Regions from separate parts of the Muntiacus reevesi genome. Here regions 2 and 3 are each linked to region 1. Evidence: chromatin contacts called from public Hi-C data. All regions are on one chromosome and are shown on one strand. Each heading gives the region's core, a stretch centred on a gene start, on an enhancer-like site or on the middle of the called end of the contact. The rest is flanking DNA. Distances are from core to core; before and after follow the strand shown.

Region 1 (4,007 bases), core at 893-3,392:
AGCTTGAAAATAAATGATGGACTAATGCAGACTCGAAAACAAGACCTCCCCCAATCCTGGGTGAGTCATAACCCACTCTGCAGATGAGGAAATTGAGGCTCAGGAAGGCAAAGCCGTTTGCCCAGTCCCACAACCGCAGCTAAGCAGTGTGTGGCTGTGGGATGCAGCAGAGGAAGTTTGGGAGGCCAGAGGAGCATTCCCAGCCCCCCACCCCCAGCCCACAGATAACACACATCCAGCTGGAGATGCGCTGATGGGGGTTGGTGGTTGGGAGGGCGAGGGACAGTGCGAAGCAACTCAGGGGTCTCTGTCTCAGTCCCCAGGAGTGGAGACGCTGCGTTGGCAGGAGATTAGTAAAAGCCTGGCGCTGATGAGGGAGCTTCCGGCGCCCTGTCCCCAGTTCTGGGAGCTGGGGCTCCTGGGACCCTGATTCATTGAGGCCAGGAAGCTCCAGTCTCCGAAGCTAGGTAGAGACACCCCTGCCCCCAACCTTCCCCCCACCCCCCGCCCCCGCTCGCCTACCCGGGAATCCCGATTCGGGGTCTTGCCTACACACCCTCAGCCTGGAGGCCAGCCTGAAGCCCTCAACCGGCTACGTGGGGGGCCCTGACTTTCTTGAGGGGCGATGGAAGTCCCCCCTCCCCGCCCAGAGCCCCTCCCTCCTGGGCGCCAGGTCCCCCTCCCGGCCGCAGTCGTAGTCCAAAGCTTACCTTGCACGGGGGCTGGGGAGGGGATGCCCCGCCCTCTCCGACCTGGGGGCGGGAGGGGACCGGGGTGTCCAGACCCTTTGTTTGCCGGTTGTGTGTGTGTGTGTGTGTGTGTGTGTGTGTGTGTATGTGTGAGATCGGGAGCCCCGCTGGGATGTAGGTCCGTGCGCGCGCGTACCCGGGCCTTGACGGCCGCTGTGATGTTGAACTGCCAGGGTTGGAGGAGGAGGAGGAAAGGGGGACTCCCCCGCCCCCGCCCGCCTACTCGCGGGTTTGAATGGACCGTGAGGGGGAGGGGCGGCAGCGGGCGGGCGCTTTTGTCCGGATGGCCCCACCCCTTCTCGGGGCCGGGGAATCCCCCACACCCCATCCATTTAAAGACCTTTACTCCTTTCTCTCCAGCGGCCCCCCAAACGCCTGCTTGGTTGGGGGGGTCTGGAAGAGCCGCCCTTCACACAAGTGGCTGAATCTCCTCCCATTCTCCCTGTCCCCCGCCCTTTAATCTGAGATAATCCTGGCCCTAGGCTGCAACGCAGCCTTTTATCCCGGTATCAAAGCGTGGGTAGGGATATATGAAAGTGTGTGGCTGCGGTCGCCCAAGCTCAGTGTAATGGAGTTCTTAGAGTCCGGGACGAGGAAGGGGATCCCAGACGAAAGGGGGAGGGACTGTGAGGAGTCCCAGAGTACCTCGACGGAGAAAGACCCCCTGCAAGCGCACTTCCAAGCTCTCCCATCCCTCCCCCACCTGGCGCTGGGCCACCAGCACTGGCCGCTAGTTATACACTAGCGACACCCAGCGGACGCAGGGGACAGGCTCCCGAGGCCCGTTAAGTGCGCTCCGGGTGATTCCAGAGGGGGCGTGTATGCGCGAATCCCCGCTAAGGAAGTGGCAGAAGATGGGGAAGGCGAGAGGGCAGGGCCACATCACCCCAGTCTCGACTCCTCGTGGGCAGGGCCATAACCTTCCTTCACTTAGACCCTCCCAGAGCAGGGCCTGTACCCCTTGGACTGCCCAGGTCCTTTCCTATCAGGCACCATCTCCAGCACAAAGTCAAGTCCTTCTTCACAAGAGACGGGAGCGAGGTCTTTTCGCCGAAGCCGAGCCCCAGCAGTGGGCTCAGGGTGACGTCACTGTGGCGTGGCTAAGAGGACAATCCTCTTTCTCAGTCTCTCCAACTGCCCCCTCCCCCAAGGCTGCCGTAAACGCCCACCGTGGAGTTAGCGGGGGATGAGGGGGGCTCGAGGTTGGCGAACCCAACCGTAAATCCCCAGGAGAGGCCTAGCGGACCTCGGAAACCCGATGGGATGAGGTCTCGGCGGACTCCCGAGAGCCGGAACACGTGCTCAGGGCTCTTTAAGAACTCGGTAGCCAGTGCCGCTGCAGCGGTTACTAGGGATGTGACGTCACGCGCGGGCGGGGCGTGCGCGCCCGGGCGGAAGCGGAAGGGGCGGGGCTGCGCGGGCTGAGTCTCAGTGCTGCCGCCGCCTTCGCCGCCGCTGCTGCCACCAGAGCCCGGGAGGGCTGGGCCCCGAGGCAAGATGGTGGACTACAGCGTGTGGGACCACATCGAGGTGTCTGACGATGAAGACGAGACGCACCCCAACATCGACACCGCTAGCCTCTTCCGCTGGCGGCACCAGGTAGAGCGCGCGCGCCCAACCCCTTCCCCCACTCCCGGGACTCCACTTTAGAGTTCTGACCCCTGATACTGCCGGGGGGCCCAGCCATTGATATCTGGGGTTGCCCCCTGCAGCCTGGGCTTTCCGAATAGCCCAGGGTTCCTCGATTCAATTCCGGGGCCATAGAATTGCCGGGACCCCTGAGTTCTTTGCCCGGGATGCCGGCGCCCCCACCCCCACCCCCTTCCAATTTCTTGAAACTCCAGGTTGACGTGTACGTCATCTTTTTAGAGTTTAGACTGCCAAGGCAAGCTTTTGACGTGCCTCCTAATCCTGCTTGGGATCTTCCATTTACACCCAGATTTCTACCTCAGAATCTGGATCCTGAACCTACTCGGGTACCCAGTTGAGATCTTGGCTATTCCATGGCCCTACCTAACCCCTGTGCGCAGTCGCTCAGTCGTGTCCAACTCTTTGTGACCCCGTGGACTGTAGCCCACCAGGCTTCTCTGTCCTTGGGATTCTCCAGGCAAGAATACTGGAGTCGGTTACCATTTTCTTCTCCGGGGGATCTTCTCGATCCAGGGATCGAACCCGCTTCTTTTATGTCTCCTGCATTGGCAGGCAGGTTCTTTACCACTGGCCCCATCTGGAAGCCCTCCAAAACCCTAGAGTTCCCAATAATTTAAGGCTATTCTGCGACCTGCTTCTCTGGATCCTTATGGTTCAAATCCAGAAGTGTTACTCCTCTGAATAAAACAACTCTGTCTTCCCCTGAGATTTCTATTCCTGGCTTGGGACTCCAACCCACATCCAGGACCCCTCCCATAGAACAAAGATTGGTATCCCCCCCCCCCAACCCCCTCCCCCCAGGGCCCTCAGTCTCATCTAGGCCTGGAATTTTGAAACCTGGGTCCTATTCAGAATGAACTACCACCTCCACCCTGATGGAGCCTCCAATTCCGGAGGCTCTCCTTCAACCTCTGGTATGGTTAGACCCAATTTCCCATTACATCAGGAAACCGTACCCACGTGGCTTCCTGCCCAGCCAGAACCCCTGCCCCTCCTTGGTACTGCATACCCAGTCCCCGCCCACCCCCAAGACAGACTTCCAGTGGGAACTTTTGCCAGCTTCAGAATGCCTCATTCAAACCCAAGTCCAGAACCCAAACCCACCCCATCTCCCTTCTGACCCAAACTTGGTCTGCTGTTCTCAGACACCCACAATGACACTGCTGTTACAAGGAACCCTCCCATCCTGAATCCAGATTCACTGCCCCTTCTTTTATCTATTTCCCCCCAAATACAGACCCCCAGAATCCCAAGTCTGTGTGTTCTTTCTACCCGCCCCCCCTGCCGCCCAGCTGTGCTTACCGGCCAACAGAATGACTCTCCTGAGACCTTGTGTGCTAACCTCTTGCTCCACCAACGCAGAGCTCCTGCACCCACATCCCAGGGCCTGCTCTCACACTTAAGGCATATACCTCCTAGAACCTTCCAGTTAGGAAGGCCTCATAGATAGATAGAATAGAAGATAGAATGCTGTCTTCCCATGTATCCGCTTGAAGTCTATGTTTATCCAGAAACTCCTAGAAGCACCCTTCCTCATCCTGCTGAGACACAGTATCAGTGCCTACATCTGGTCCCGGTTCTGGGTCCAACCCATTTCTTAAAGCAGCA
Region 2 (4,007 bases), core at 959-3,458, 160 kb after region 1:
TCACTGTTTCCCCATTTATTTAACATGAAGTAATGGGACTGGATGCCATGATCTTAGTTTTCTGAATGTTGAGTTTTAAGCCAACTTTTTCACTCTCCTCTTTCACTTTCATCAGGAGGCTCTTTAGTTATTCTTTGCTTTCTGCCATAAGGGTGGTGTCATCTGCATATCTGAGGTTATTGATATTTCTCCCGGCAATCTTGATTCCAGCTTGTCCTTCATCCAGCCCGGCATTTCGAATGATGCATTTTTATGATTAGAAAGGCCAAGTCTGGCCTGCTGCCTGTTTTTGTAAATATGCTTGACTAGAACACAGTCATGCTCATCCACTTACTCATTGTGTACAGCTGCTTTTGTACTGCATCAGCAAAGATGAGTAGTTACCATGGAGACATTACAGCCTTCAAAGCCTATAATATGTACTCCCTGGCTCTTTACAGAAGTTTGCTGTCCCAGCTCTAGACTGGGAGCAGCATCAGCAACCTCAGTGCTCATTCACTGCTATATCCCTGACACCCAGAATGGAACTGGGCACCTGGTAAGCACTTCCTAAGTATTTACAGAATAAATAAAATGCTTTCTCTCTTTTTTTTTTTTTACCTCACAGCATATGCAATCTTATTTCCCCAACCAGTGATGGAACCCATGCCCCCTGCAGTGGGAGCTCAGAGTCTTAACCACCAGGGAAGTCCCAAAATACATTGTTTTTAAATTTTTTTTCTTTGCTCACCCCTTAGCAGATTGGGATTCTGTAAAACAGGGGACAAACCATACAAACATTATAGTAATAAATCAACAGCAGTTACTATCTGCCAGACACAGTAGACATGAGACATCAAACTCCTTTGCAAGTGAAAACTTAGTCCTGGGAGTTGGCCCATATACTGTTGAGTATATAGTTTACAAGCTATGTGACCATAGGCAGATTTCTTAACTTGACTGCGCTGTTTCTTTAGCTACAAAATAAAGAATAAAAAAATAATAAAAAGAAAAAAAATAATAATAAAAAGGAATTCCCTGGTAGCCCAATGGTTAGGACTTTGCACTTTCACTATGGAGAGCCTGGGCTCACTCCCTGGTCAGTGAACTAAGAGCCCACAAGCCACATGGTCAAAAAAAATGAAAATAAAATCAAAATGCAAACAGGCTGTGCCAGACACACAGTAAGGACTTAACCACTGTTAGTGCCCATTTTTGCAAAAACCAATAACAGCAACAATACTCAACATTTCTATAGACCATATTATGGGCCAGAATTATCTCATTTAATTTCTTGAGGTTTGACAGAATGGAGACATTGAAGCACAGGGAGAAGGTAGGATTCCAATCCAGTCACTCGGGATAGAGTCCTGTGCCCTTAACCCACAAAGAACGTTACCTCTCAACCCTCGCCTTCACACAACTCTGAAGCAAGAAAAACCATCATTCCCTTTTGACAGCTGGAGAAAATGAGGCTCGAACCCAGGTCATCCTGATTCCTAAACCCCCGATCCTCGTCCCTCGGCCACCCAGTTCACCATTTCAGCTCCCACTAACCTGGGCGCCGTGGAGAAAACGTCTGGGTGAAGCTCGGTCAGACCCACGCGCTCCTGCTCATAGCCCCGCAGAGATTCAACCCAGGCCTGCACGGGACGCCGGTGCAGGGGTACCGGGAGCTCGCACCTGCGCAGCACAGGTGCCTGGGGACCTGGAACGATTGGGAAGTCAGGAGTAAGGGTCAGAGTTCCCAGTCGCCACCCTTCCTGGGGTGACCAGTAACCTCACCTGTGCTCGCCAAGGGTTCTGGTTTCTCTGCCGGCTGCACTGCCTCTTCTGCCAGCGCGTTCAGGCCCTGTAAACGGTGGGCGGGAATGAGAGAGAAACCCCGGGGCCCTCCAACTTTTATCCTCCGACCCCGCCCTCCGTCCCCGGCCTCACCCGGCAGCCCCTAGGCCGAAGCCAGGCCCGGGCCCCCGCCCGGACTAGCTGCAGCATCTTCGCGAAAGCTCTCCACGCTTAGAGAGGTCAAGGCTTCCTCTGGAGTCTCGAGACGCCTCGAGATGACGTCACTCCCGCGACACCGCCTGCTGGACTTGTTTTCGGCGTAGGAAAGCGGGGCATGCAAGATTGAGGACCTCGATCGCCTCAGCGTGCCCGTACCTCCGCCCCAAGACTAACCCCCAAACCCCAATTTTCTCTGCAGGCCTAAGAACTCTCGGCAACTCCGCGAGTGCAAGCCCACAGTGAGAAACCCCGCCCCTCCTTCGGTCCCGCCCCCAAAGAGCCTGAGGAAATCCAGCCAATGAAACCTCCCTACTCAAAGGACACGCTCCTCATTCAGCCAATGAGCTGTTAAGTATGAAAAAAAAAAGTTCTGGGGCGGGCACTAAAGGGAAAAGGGCCAATAGTTGTTACGCTTTTATGTCGGCCACGCCCTCTAGGTCCCGCCCCATTGGGGCCCCGAAGACTCTAAGCTGCGGTTTCTGCAGGAACGTGGATTTTTGTTTGTTTAAATGCAGGGCTTTATCTCCCGCAGAAAGCCCTCAGGATAGGACCTGGCGGATAGATCCCCAGGGTATGTCCCCGTTCAATGCCTCAGGTTAGGGATGTGTCTCCCTCATCTCCTTGGCCAAAATGTCGCGTCTCATACAGCCCGAGTTCTCGGAGAGCACAGTGGGAACTCCGCAGATCCTAGCTTGCTCTCTCGTCCCCCCTCACAATAGAAATCCAAATGCTCATTTTAAAAAATAATTTTAGGGACTTCCCTGATGGCCCTGTGGTTAAGACTCTGAGCTCCCAATGCAGGGGGCCCAGGTTCGATACCTGGTCAGGGAACTAGATCCCACATGCTGCAACTGAGACCTGGTGCAGCCAAACAAATGAATAAATAAAAAATAAATAAGATAATAATAATTTTATTCATTTATTTGTTTATTTAGGTTAGTTCTTCCTTGGTGCACTAGCTTTTCTCTAGTTTGGGGCCATGGGTTTCTAAATGCAGTGGTTTTTTTGCCGAGCACGGAGCTCTAGGCAAGTGGGCTTCAGTAGTTGGGTACCTGGACTCAGTATTTGCGGCCTCTGGGGTCTAGAGCACACGCTCAATAGTTTTGGCTCACAGGCTTAGTTGCTCCGGGGCATGTGGGATCCTTCGCGACCAGGTATTGAACTCGTGTTTCCTGCATCGCCAGGCCGATTCTTTACCACTACTGAGCCACCAGAGAAGCCCCAAATGTTCCTTTTCTAGGTTCTTTGCCACGTTCCCCGTCGGGCCTCCAGGCGGCGCCACGAACACATAGCAGCCTTTCTTGCCGGGCCAGACCTGAGCATTTGGCTGCCAGCGCGATTTGAACCGAGTTCAGTGGCTTAGAACGTGTTCTCTGAGTCAAATTCAGTGTACTCATCTGGAAGATGGGGAGGTTGTAAGATTCGATGAAATGACTGAGACAAGGCATGTCATGTGTGAAACATGCAGAGCATTATTATATTATTGTTATTAACTGAAGGTGAGTTTTGTCATCAAATCAACACAAGAACCAAGGCAGGAAAAGGGGTGGGCGCTGGCGGACCGGAATGCTGTGCTAAAGATGTAAGACATTGTTTCTTTTCCTTTTTAAATTTTCATCTGATATATGACATATGGATATTTTCGTGAAGTATTAATGAAATTTACAATGTTATATTTCATTGTGTACTTTATTCTTGTAAGAACTGTGAATGTGTTTTAAACTTCACACACTTTGCAGTTTCAAAAGGTCTTTTACATCCTTTATTTTGTACAGTCTTGTTTATTCACTTTATGTTTGCATAATTCACACACCTAGTAAAGAAAATTTCAAAAGCTGCAAAAAGAAAACTAGAGTGAATGAAAAATCTGTCTCCTCCAACCTCTGTTCGCTGCCGGGCCCCGCCCCACACCCCTTTCCCTTCCCAGAATCCTCCGCCACAACCAGCTGTGTCTCTTCTCCGAGAACCAGTTTATTATTTCACAGGCAGCTTTTCCAAGTCTGTCCTGGGCAAGAGAATTTAGA
Region 3 (4,007 bases), core at 1,053-3,552, 140 kb before region 1:
TTTAAAATGGGCACAGTTGCCAATTCCAGGGTAGTGGAGGTGGGGTTTGGATAAGCAACTGAACACACAGCAGCCCCATCTCTTGCCTGGAAACAGGCGCGTTGCTGAGGTTACAGTTGCCATGTTTAAGCCCATCCTTAGCCCTGTTACCTACCTGTGGGGTTGATCATGAGCTCTGGGGAAGGGGATGGGTTGTGGGTGGCGGTGCTGTCCTTCTGTCTCCTTCCCCCAATTCTGAGATGGTCCCTGCTCATTGTTTCCCTGCAGATTATCAACTTCGTACCAGCTAGAAGGGAGAAGTGGGGGCTTGAACCTGGGCTGTCTTCTCCCCAGGCCCCAACTGCAGACTCCACCAGAGAAGGAGGGAAGATGAGAGGTGTGTGTGTGTGTGTGTGTGTGTGTGTGTGTGTGTGTGTGTGTGCGCGCGCAGCCCTTGAATTATTGGTTTGTTACTCCCAGCACCTGACTTGCTCCTTCCTTTTTCCCTTACTGGTAGGCTGGGAGTGATAGTCTCCAGCTCTCAGACTCTCACCCCTCCCTCTCCTCCCATTTTATATGAAGAAATAGGAGAGGGGCTTGAAGTCCCCCTCATGAGTGCCTTCTTGCAGTGACCTGCCTTAGGAGGTGTGGGGAGTCCCTCCTCCACAGCTGCTGAGCCCAGAGGCTCCGCTGGCCCATTTCTGAGTTTTAGGATGACATTAAAAAGATGAATCTAGCTGCTGTTACGTACTTCTTGGCTGGGGGATGGGGATGCCGGGGTGTCCCTGGAGTGCTGGGATAAGAGTGGGCAACATATATCCATTTCTCAGACCTGGTCATCTCTCATCTGAGCCCTCGCGATTGCCTCCACCTTGGTCTCCCAGGCTCTGGGCTTCCCTCTCCCATGACAGTCACGTTCCCCTTCTCATGACAGCCAGTTCCCATCACAGCCACCAGAGGGCGCCTATAACTCCTAAACCAGATCGTGGCTCCTCAATACAGAAGCTTCCCAGGGTTTTCCGCTCTGATTTTTGTCGTTCTGGGCAGCATCCGGGACTGTAGTTCCCGACCAGGGACTGAACTGGACCCCCCTGCAGCGGATGCGTGGAGTCTTAACCACTGGACCGCCAGGGAAATTCCCCATTCTTTTTCAAAAGTAAAAGTGCTCACCGCAGCCCACAAGCCTGTTCAGCTCTCACCTCCTCCCCCTTCTCTCCCTTTATACCTCACTCTTCCTGGACTTACTAGACATGTTTCCACCTCGGCCTTTGAATCTGTAGCACCTCCATCTGGTATGTTTTTCCCGAGAGCCACATGGCTCCTTCCCTCACCTTCAGTTCTCAAATCAAATGTCACCTTCTCAGGGCGGCCATCCCCGACCTCTCTATTTCAAAGCCTTCTTTTCCCAAGACACTATTATTTATCTCGTTTTGTCAGCTCCACAGTGTTTACCACTCTGAAAATATTTATTGTCGTCTCCAACTCTAAAAGGTAAGCATCCAGCAGCCAGGAGGCACCCGGCTTGCTCTCCAATGGAATGCCTAGTACACAGTAGGGGGTCAGTAAATGTGTGAAGGCCCCGCTGTTGAAGGCCTCTGTTAAGGGCCTCCGACGTGACTCTCGCCTCTCAGGCTCACCCACGTGGCAGCTGGAGAATAAACTTTCTTCCACGCCCTTGCATTTGCTGTGCCAGGGCTGGCGCAATCCGAGCCAAACGTGATTCCTTTCTCACTCACCCCATATCCATGCTTTATTTTGCTCACGGTGCTTAACACTAAAATTACTTAGTAGCTCGAATGCAGGCCCCCCAGCGCCAGGAACGGCTTCGGCACCCAGTGAATGAATGAAATAAAGCGCTCTGCACAGTAAGAACTAACAAATATCGCACCGCATAACTCCAAGCTGGACGGTCCCAGCCCTGCCTCCCTTTCCCTCGGAGGTGCCGAGGTCCCGGAGCAGCCCGCGCTACCCTGCTCCTGACCTTTCTCCCCTGGGTCAGTTAAACGGGCCCTCTTTCCCGCCCGCCGGTCGCTTTTGAAAAACCGAAAACCCCGCCATTGTCCGCGGTCCACCGGTCGCCGCAGTTCGTCCAATCAGGAGCGGGCCCGCCCACGCCGGCGCCCAAAGCCTCCCTGGCGACGCGTGGCCATTGGCTGCGCTGGCCAGGAGGGCGGAGCACTACAGGGTCGGGAGCCGGGCAACTCGGCTGGGCTACAACGTAGCAAGTTCATAAGAAAACAAATCAGCGGCGTTTGGGGGCGGGGCCGCGAGAGCTCTGGCTCCGCCCCCTAGCGGCCTGCTCCACAGCGGCGGAGACGCTGGCTCAGAACAGACCCCGCCCGTCGAGGAGGAGGGAGGGTGAGTTGGGGGGAGACCCGGCCCCCAAGGGGCGGGCGCCGGGCAGGGCCCTGCGGGCTAGCGGAGGGTTGGGCCCGGGCTCTCAGTCCCTCTCTACCCACCGGGTGACAGGGGGAGGAGCCGGCCGGGAGGGCGGGGGTCGCGCCGGAGACCCGTACAGGAGAATCCGACCCGGAGCCTCGTTGCAGGCCGGGGACGCTGCGGGGGGGCTGTCTGGGCCAGCGCCGTGTGCTCCCCCGCACTGACCGCCGCGGGGTGGGGCGGGGGGCTTCACAGGCCGCCAGGGTCGACATGCTGCTGGAAGAGGTCCACGCCGGCGACCGGCTGAGCGGGGCGGCGGCCCGAGGAGACGTGCAGGAGGTGCGCCGCCTTCTGCACCGCGAGCTGGTGCACCCAGACGTTCTGAATCGCTTTGGCAAGACGGCGCTGCAGGTGAGCCCGGGCCGGCCCGCAGACCCCTTCCCTCTTCTCTCCTTGTTCCCGTTGGTAGCCGACTGAGGTCTGTTCCTGCATCTCTGGGCTGACTTGGCTCCCTGATGTCCCCTTTCTTAGGTGGGTGGTGGATGGGGTTAGGTTGGGGGAGGGGAGAGCTTTCCATCTTTGGAGGATTCCTTGTTCTCTGATTGCGATGGATTCAGTTTCCCTGGAGAAGTTCTTATTCCCTGAGTGAGAGTTCAGCTTCTTTGGATCCTAGTTTCATGAGGGCGGCTCCAATGTCTTGGAGCATCTATGGACGATCCGACCGTAGGAAGGAAGGATTCCTGTTTCCAAGGTGTACCCATTTTCTGGGGGTTCTCTGAGAGGTATCCAGTTTCTTGTGGGGGAGAATCTATTCCTGCGGGGTTTTCATATTGGCCTATGGGAGGGGGGATACCAATAAGGGAATAGTCACAGATTACATGGGAGCCCCTGTTCCCTTGGGGACATTTACAAAAGAGGAATCCCATTTCATCAGAGAAGATCCCTACTATGGAGGGGGAAATTCCTTGGAGAAGGGGTTTTAAATTCCCTGGCCATCTCCTTTTCCTGGAGGGGACTGTTCTCTGAGGTCTGTTTCCTGGTGGGGTTCATATTTCCTGATGATTTCCCATCTGTGGGGAGAAGTGTCTCTGGTTCCTTGGGGGATGGTCTTAGGTTCCTTGAAATTTTCCATGGGGGCTATAGCCAAGCGGGGGGTGACCACTTTTTTGAAGGTCCTTATTCCCAGGAGATCTTGTTCTCTGGGGTCTCAACAGCTGCCTGGAAGTTGATGTTCCCTCGAGTTTCTCCTTCTCTTGAGAACCTTATATCTGGCATTGTCAACTCCTGAATGACCTCTCTCTCCAGTCACCCGTTTCCCTGGACTTCCTCCTTTGGAGACTCCCTGACCCTTCTCTACCCCCCCATCCCCCCACCAGGTCATGATGTTTGGCAGTCCCACCATTGCCCTGGAACTCCTGAAGCAAGGCGCCAGCCCCAATGTCCAGGACGCCTCAGGCACCACTCCGGCCCACGATGCAGCCCGCACTGGATTCCTCGACACCCTAAAAGTTCTGGTGGAGCACGGTGCTGATGTCAACGCACCCGATGGCACAGGGGCGCTCCCCATCCACCTGGCAGTGAGCGAGGGCCACACCCCTGTGGTCAGCTTCCTGGCTGCCGAGTCTGATCTCCATCACAGGGACGCCAGG

Evidence for each region. A called contact is a pair of places that touch in the nucleus more often than the background predicts.
Region 2: a Hi-C map of blood shows a contact between it and region 1, with 3 times the contacts expected there. The contact joins the promoter of MRPL4 here to the promoter of CDC37 in region 1. A contact is called at or near these places in 2 of 3 Hi-C or Micro-C datasets (blood and muscle).
Region 3: a contact with region 1 is called in a Hi-C map of muscle, with 12 times the contacts expected there. The contact joins the promoter of CDKN2D here to the promoter of CDC37 in region 1. A contact is called at or near these places in 2 of 3 Hi-C or Micro-C datasets (blood and muscle).

Annotation. Positions count from the first base shown.
Region 1 is chr1:193,877,259-193,881,265 of mMunRee1.1, reverse strand. CDC37 (cell division cycle 37, HSP90 cochaperone) reads left to right here and starts at 2,142. Exons shown (of 8, transcript XM_065917756.1): 1 at 2,142-2,348. The coding sequence starts at 2,247.
Region 2 is chr1:193,714,594-193,718,600 of mMunRee1.1, reverse strand. It overlaps MRPL4 (mitochondrial ribosomal protein L4), which reads right to left and starts at 2,208. Exons shown (of 9, transcript XM_065917740.1): 1 at 1,918-2,208; 2 at 1,765-1,831; 3 at 1,537-1,687. The coding sequence starts at 1,974.
Region 3 is chr1:194,015,118-194,019,124 of mMunRee1.1, reverse strand. It overlaps CDKN2D (cyclin dependent kinase inhibitor 2D), which reads left to right and starts at 2,302. Exons shown (of 3, transcript XM_065932689.1): 1 at 2,302-2,337; 2 at 2,614-2,769; 3 at 3,735-4,007. The coding sequence starts at 2,629. It overlaps AP1M2 (adaptor related protein complex 1 subunit mu 2), which reads left to right. Exons shown (of 12, transcript XM_065932705.1): 12 at 268-703. The coding sequence ends at 290.